2 separate regions of the Mus musculus genome follow, and region 2 is linked to region 1. Evidence: chromatin contacts called from public promoter capture Hi-C data. All regions are on one chromosome and are shown on one strand. Each heading gives the region's core, a stretch centred on a gene start, on an enhancer-like site or on the middle of the called end of the contact. The rest is flanking DNA. Distances are from core to core; before and after follow the strand shown.

The links. Promoter capture Hi-C pulls out the DNA fragments that hold promoters and counts their contacts.
Region 2: a promoter capture Hi-C map of liver shows a contact between it and region 1, with 2.5 times the contacts expected there. The contact joins two enhancer-like sites. A contact is called at or near these places in 3 of 39 promoter capture datasets (the 3T3-L1 cell line, hippocampal neurons and liver), 2 of 115 datasets of contacts at active chromatin or transcription factors (embryonic stem cells and pancreatic cancer cells) and 1 of 9 other capture datasets (liver).

The regions. Positions count from the first base shown.
Region 1 is chr11:53,460,410-53,463,109 of GRCm38.p6, forward strand. All of the region lies in intron 1 of Shroom1 (shroom family member 1), which reads left to right. Among named protein-coding and RNA genes, the nearest start is that of Shroom1, 4.6 kb to the left of the region's middle. Within about 2 kb of position 1,427, at least 31 of the 459 cell types and tissues checked have an H3K27ac peak or open chromatin away from gene starts, as enhancers often do. A contact at or near this core is called in liver, where this site is marked.
Region 2 is chr11:53,909,718-53,912,417 of GRCm38.p6, forward strand. No RefSeq gene overlaps it. Among named protein-coding and RNA genes, the nearest start is that of Slc22a5, 19 kb to the left of the region's middle. Within about 2 kb of position 1,379, at least 19 of the 459 cell types and tissues checked have an H3K27ac peak or open chromatin away from gene starts, as enhancers often do. A contact at or near this core is called in liver, where this site is marked.

The sequences.
Region 1 (2,700 bases), core at 177-2,676:
TCCTTTGAGGACATATCTTTGTACTTCATCACCTCTACTTTTCTGGCATGCCAACGTGGCCAGGCACGAATGACATATGCCAGCCCATGATCTGGGTTTACAAAGATTAGGAAGAGAGGAGTTGGAGAGCTGGCTGAGTTAGTAAGTCACCTGCTGTATGAACATGCAGACCTAACCTTGACTCCCCTGCACCCAAGTGAAGAGTAGGGTGCTGTTGCTGGGTAGGGGGGAGGAGAAGAGACAGGGGAATTCTTGAAACTCATTGGCCAGTTAGCCTAGCTAAATGATGTTCAGTAAAAGAGCCTGTCTCAGCCAGGCAGTGGTGGCACACACCTTTAACGAGGCCAGCCTGGCCTACAGAGTGAGTTCTAGGACAGCCAGGGCAACACAGAGAAACCCTGTTTAGAGAAAGAAAAAAAGACAAAGCAAAACAAAGAGCCTGTTACAAAAAAGTAGGGTAAACCAAGCTTGGTGGTGTATGTCTTTAATCCTGGCACTTGGGAGGTAGAGGAAAGTGGATCTCTGAGTGTTCAAGCCCATCCTGGTTTACTTAAAAAGTTCCAGGACAGTCAAGGCTACATAATTGAGAGACCCTTTCTCAAAAAAAAAAAAAAAAAAAAAGTGAAAAGAGGCAGAGGAAGATATTAGACATCCACCTCTGGCTTCCAATGTACACACCTGTGCATATACCACACACATCCGATAACCTATTTATTTGTTTATTTTTATTGTTTTTTTGAAACAGGACTTCTCTGTGTAGCTCTGGCTGTCCTGGAACTTGCTCTGTAGACCAGGCTGGGCTCTAATTTAGAAAGATCCGCCTGCCTCTGCTTCCCACGTGCTGGAAGTAAAGGTGTGTGCCGCTACTGCCTAGCCAAAAAAAAAAAAAGTTTCTAAAGAAAAGAAAACGTAGGAAGAGAGAGAAAGCGAGCGCACTGGTGTCTAAGCAGCCAGGGTAGGCCTTTTAGAGGAGTTGCCTATTTTCTTAGAGGCTGTCACTCAGTTGGTAGCTTCTTACCCTCCTGTGGCCTTTGTGAAAAGATCACCAGCCCTGAGTGTAAAGACTAACCAACAGGGCTGGCCTTGTTGTACATGAAGAGTCAGTCACCCAGTGTGGTCACATCAAGAGTCTGGCCCTAGGTCTAGTGGAGGCTCACTTGCCTCTCCACTTTAGGAAGGCTTTATGCTCCTGGCCCCACTCCCAGCAATGTGTTGACTACTGCATCCCAGAGAGATTTGCCCACCTGTATTCCAAAGTGTCTGGGAAGCTCAAATGAGCCTGCTTTGGGACCACACCCCCAGTGTGTGCCACCCTATTCTCTGCACCCTAACCAAGCAGGTCAAGGAAGACAACCTTCCAACATAGGTCACTGGGAGTCACAGATCCTCAAACCTCAGAGCTGCTCTCAGCCAATCCCAGCGCAGCCACACAGGCCTTCCCCCTTGCTCTGCCTCCTGGCACTGGGGAGAGATCAATTTCCAGCCAGTCCTGCTTGCCTGCAGGCTCTGTTTCTTCCTGATAACGCATGAGTAACCTGGTTAAACCCGTGGTGGCCAGGGCCTCCTCAGCCATTCTGTTGCTTTCCCCAGAAAAGACTAATAGGGAGGGGAGAAGGGGGCGGGGAAGACAGTAAACCTCCTCTTTTCTACCAAGGCCACCCCTCTACCAACTCCCCATGCCTCCGTCTGTCCCCTTGCCAGTCACCAACTATTTATTTAACATTGACTACATGCCAGGGCTGGTGCCAGGCACTGAGTGACATATAAAGGCAGGGCCTGTCCCCAGGACACTCAGGGGGTGGGAATGGGAGGAGGAAATAAAAAACAATGGCAGAGTAGGGGTGATGAGTGACCCCCCCCCCCAAAGAACCCCATGACCTCCAAGCTGAGTCCTGTGGGTGTAGCATGAGAGAGGTGGGTGTCTGATGAAGCTCCCTAGACAGAAGACATAGTTGCGGGCCCACCCAATGTATTATTATGGAATTTATGGCACTTGAAGTTGACTTATTTCACACTTTGACTGTGGGTTTTCTTGGAGAAAGAGGGACCATGGCAAGGGCTTTGGCCAGGGTTTGCCTCTAGGAAATTAATTTTGGCTGCAGTGAACTTGGAGACATGCCTCGATTCTAGGCAGGGCTCTGCCACTTACGACCTGTGTGTGTCTCTGGGCCGGGTCACTTCCTCCTCAGAACCGCGGGGTTCTCATCTGAAAAAAAAAAAAAAGGCACCTAGGGGGTTGAGGACTAAGATGAGTATTTATGCTACACACCTGGACCATAAAGGGCACAGAATGGGGGTGGACAAATTGAGAAGCTGTCGCTGCTCCTGCCTTGCCTCTGGCATTCCTTTTCTGGGCTCCTCTGTGATCTCAATGTTCTTGATCATTGTTTATCAGGAAAAGATCAAACATAGACGCTAACAGAATGGCCAGGAAGCAGCCTGGGTGGGACTGGAGTTTGAGCATGTGCCTGGTCTCAGCACGGCAGGAGTGTCCGAGCAGAGGTACCACTAGGGAAGCCCTGGCAAGGGAGTGGATCTACTACGTCAGAACTAAGGTTCCTAACTAACGCCCAGACTTGCGCGCATCCTATTGCCCAGACCGTGTCAACCTCAAGAGTTTCTCTACCATTCTGATGAGAAAGAAGATGCCAGAGCTAGGAACCCTGTGACCGGGGAGGGCACGTGTAAGCCCCCAGTTCT
Region 2 (2,700 bases), core at 129-2,628, 450 kb after region 1:
CTATCAAACTACTGAAGCCCAGCAATCAAAACCCCCCTGTGGTTCACCTAATTTATTTTATTTTTTTTGGTTTTCCGAGACAGGGTTTCTCTGTGTAGCTCTGGCTGTCCTGGAACTCATTTTGTAGACCAGGCTGGCCTCGAACTCAGAAATCCGCCTGCCTCTGCCTCCCAAGTGCTGGGATTAAAGGTATGCGCCACCACGCCCAGCTGGTTCACCTAATTAACACGCCCAATTAAAATTAAACACCTTGAAGGGCAGTGGTGGCACATACTTTTAATCCCAGCACTTGGGAGGCAGAGGCAGACAGATTTCTGAGTTTGAGGCCAGCCTGGTCTACAGAGTGAGTTCTAGGACAGACAGGGCTACACAGAGAAACCCTGTCTAAAAAAGAAAACCAATAAATAAATAAATAAATAAATAAATAAATAAATAAATAAATAAATAAATGAATAAATAAAATTAAACACCTCATTCTAACATTGGTTTTCCCCTGTTATGTTGTCTTTATAAACCACCATTAGCCTGTGGGCCACATCTGCCTCCTCTTTATCCAGAGGCAGTCTTTTGTCCTCCAGGGAAAATATCCCTTCCCTGTCTGTGTTCCTTTCCCTCGTTCCTTGTCCTCGGTCTTTGGTCTTTGTCCCTTATCCTTGCCCTCTTGGATAAATACATCTCTTTTAGTGCTAAGAACTTGGTCTTGGGGAGTTTTGAGCCAACTTCAAGGTCTCTACATCCAACTTAATACTACAGTCACCTAAGAAACTGTGAGTCCTAGTCAGACTTCTTGGTATCAGGCTCTCGTACTTTGGAAAAGAGTTTACATCAGAGTGAGTACTGATGGCCTTACATCCCGATCCCCAACCCCTTCCATCTGTGAATCAGAGACCCTGCCATGCTGTCTTTGATGCCGGGGCCTGAGCTCTCCTCTGAGCCCCCACCGCACTGTCTGCCCACAGCATCAGTAACTCTTCTAATAAACTCACTACTCCCCTGTAATCCATCTCAGTGTCCCTCGTGAACTCCTACCCCCAAACCCAACAATGAGGAGGTGTGGAGAGCAGCGAGGGGGTGGAGGACGGAACTGGGAAAGCCAGAGCTGCATGGCTGGCTGGTGGACAAGTGGGGTGTAGATCACTGTGAGGGTTTTTTGTTTGTTTGTTTGTTTCATTTGTTTGGTTTTGTTTTGTTTCCAGATAGGCCTCTCTGTGTAGACGGATGTCCTGGAACTTTGCTCTGTAGACCAGACTGGTCTCAAAGTCACAGAGATCCACCTGCCTCTGCCTCCCGGGTGCTGGGATGAAAGGCATGTGCCACCACTGCCTGGTGCCCTGACAGTTGCCTAGGAAACTTTCAGAGCCTAGGGATGGAGCAATCTAGGCTCAAGTTTCACAAGATCAGGGTTTAGACTTTTCCCGTGCCAACCAGACATAGGCACTGGGTAATAGTTCATATCTTTAGGGTTTTTTTTTTTGTTTGTTTGTTTTTTACTTTTTACAATCTGCTTAGCAGTCTGTTAAATATCAGCTCGGTGATAAGGTATTTCACCCCAGCGGAACCAGCTTGGTTGGGTCTAAACTAGAGGAGAGGTGAATGCTGTAATGGGAAGTGTGAAACACTCATAGGATGACTTTGACCTGGGCTCAGCCTCCTAAAACTCCGAGATAGTGGTGGGGAGGAGACACAAGGCTGAGCAAGCATCCTGAGCCGCCCCAGGGCCAGAGCTTTGCATTCTTCAAGTTCTGTGCATTTGTTTCCTAAGGCCTACTTGGAAGTGTAGCTCACTGGCTAGGAAGCATTTGTCAGAGGCTAGGTTTATCCAAGCACAATGAAAATAAGAAAAACAATGACCAAGACCTGGTACTGTGGTAGACAATAAAGGTATTTATTTTAAAGCCTTATTATGGTTAACAATGTAATATATTTGTGGGAGTATTTGTAAAGCGTGAGAAAACCATAGAAAAGAAACAGGAATTCTCTGTAATTCTACCATCCAAACATGTACCAATACCAGACAATTAATATTTTCTTCCAGCTTTTTCCCCTCAAAATCTTTTAACAGTTTCTTCATTCACCCACCATTTATTAATAATTAATTTGCCTACTGGCTATTTTTTTTTTGAAATAGGGTCTCATGTAGCTCAGGCTGGCCTCAAATTTTCTATGTAGTTGAGGCTATAGCATAAGAGGGTATTTAATAACCATCTCATTGGTATTCTATAATTGAGATGCTGCATAGTCTATGTGTATGTGTTAGATGGAAAAATGGTATCAAATTATTCCCTTAATTAGTACTCAGTTTATATTAGTACTCAGTTTATAAAAAGTAAAATGTTTTGTTGGTGTGTGTAGTGTGCATGGGTGTGCATCTGTGTATGTGTGTTTGTATTTATGAGTGAAGGCATACACACACCATGGTGCATGCTAGAGGTCAGACATGGTTACCTCAAAACTCTTTGGAGAGTACAGGTGACATCTTCTATAAAGGTAGGTTCATTATCTATAGATTTGCTGAGAAAAACCTCACAACAGATTGTGCCTTCAAGGGAAGGAATGTAAAATCCCTTGTGCAGAAGGCTGCAGTAGACATGTTTTCTGGCCTGGAGACCTTTGCTCAATCAGTGTGGCTGGAGACTTTCCCAGCACCCAGGTTTCCCCAGACCTAGCTTGTACACTGGTTTTTCTCAGTCTGTAGAACCT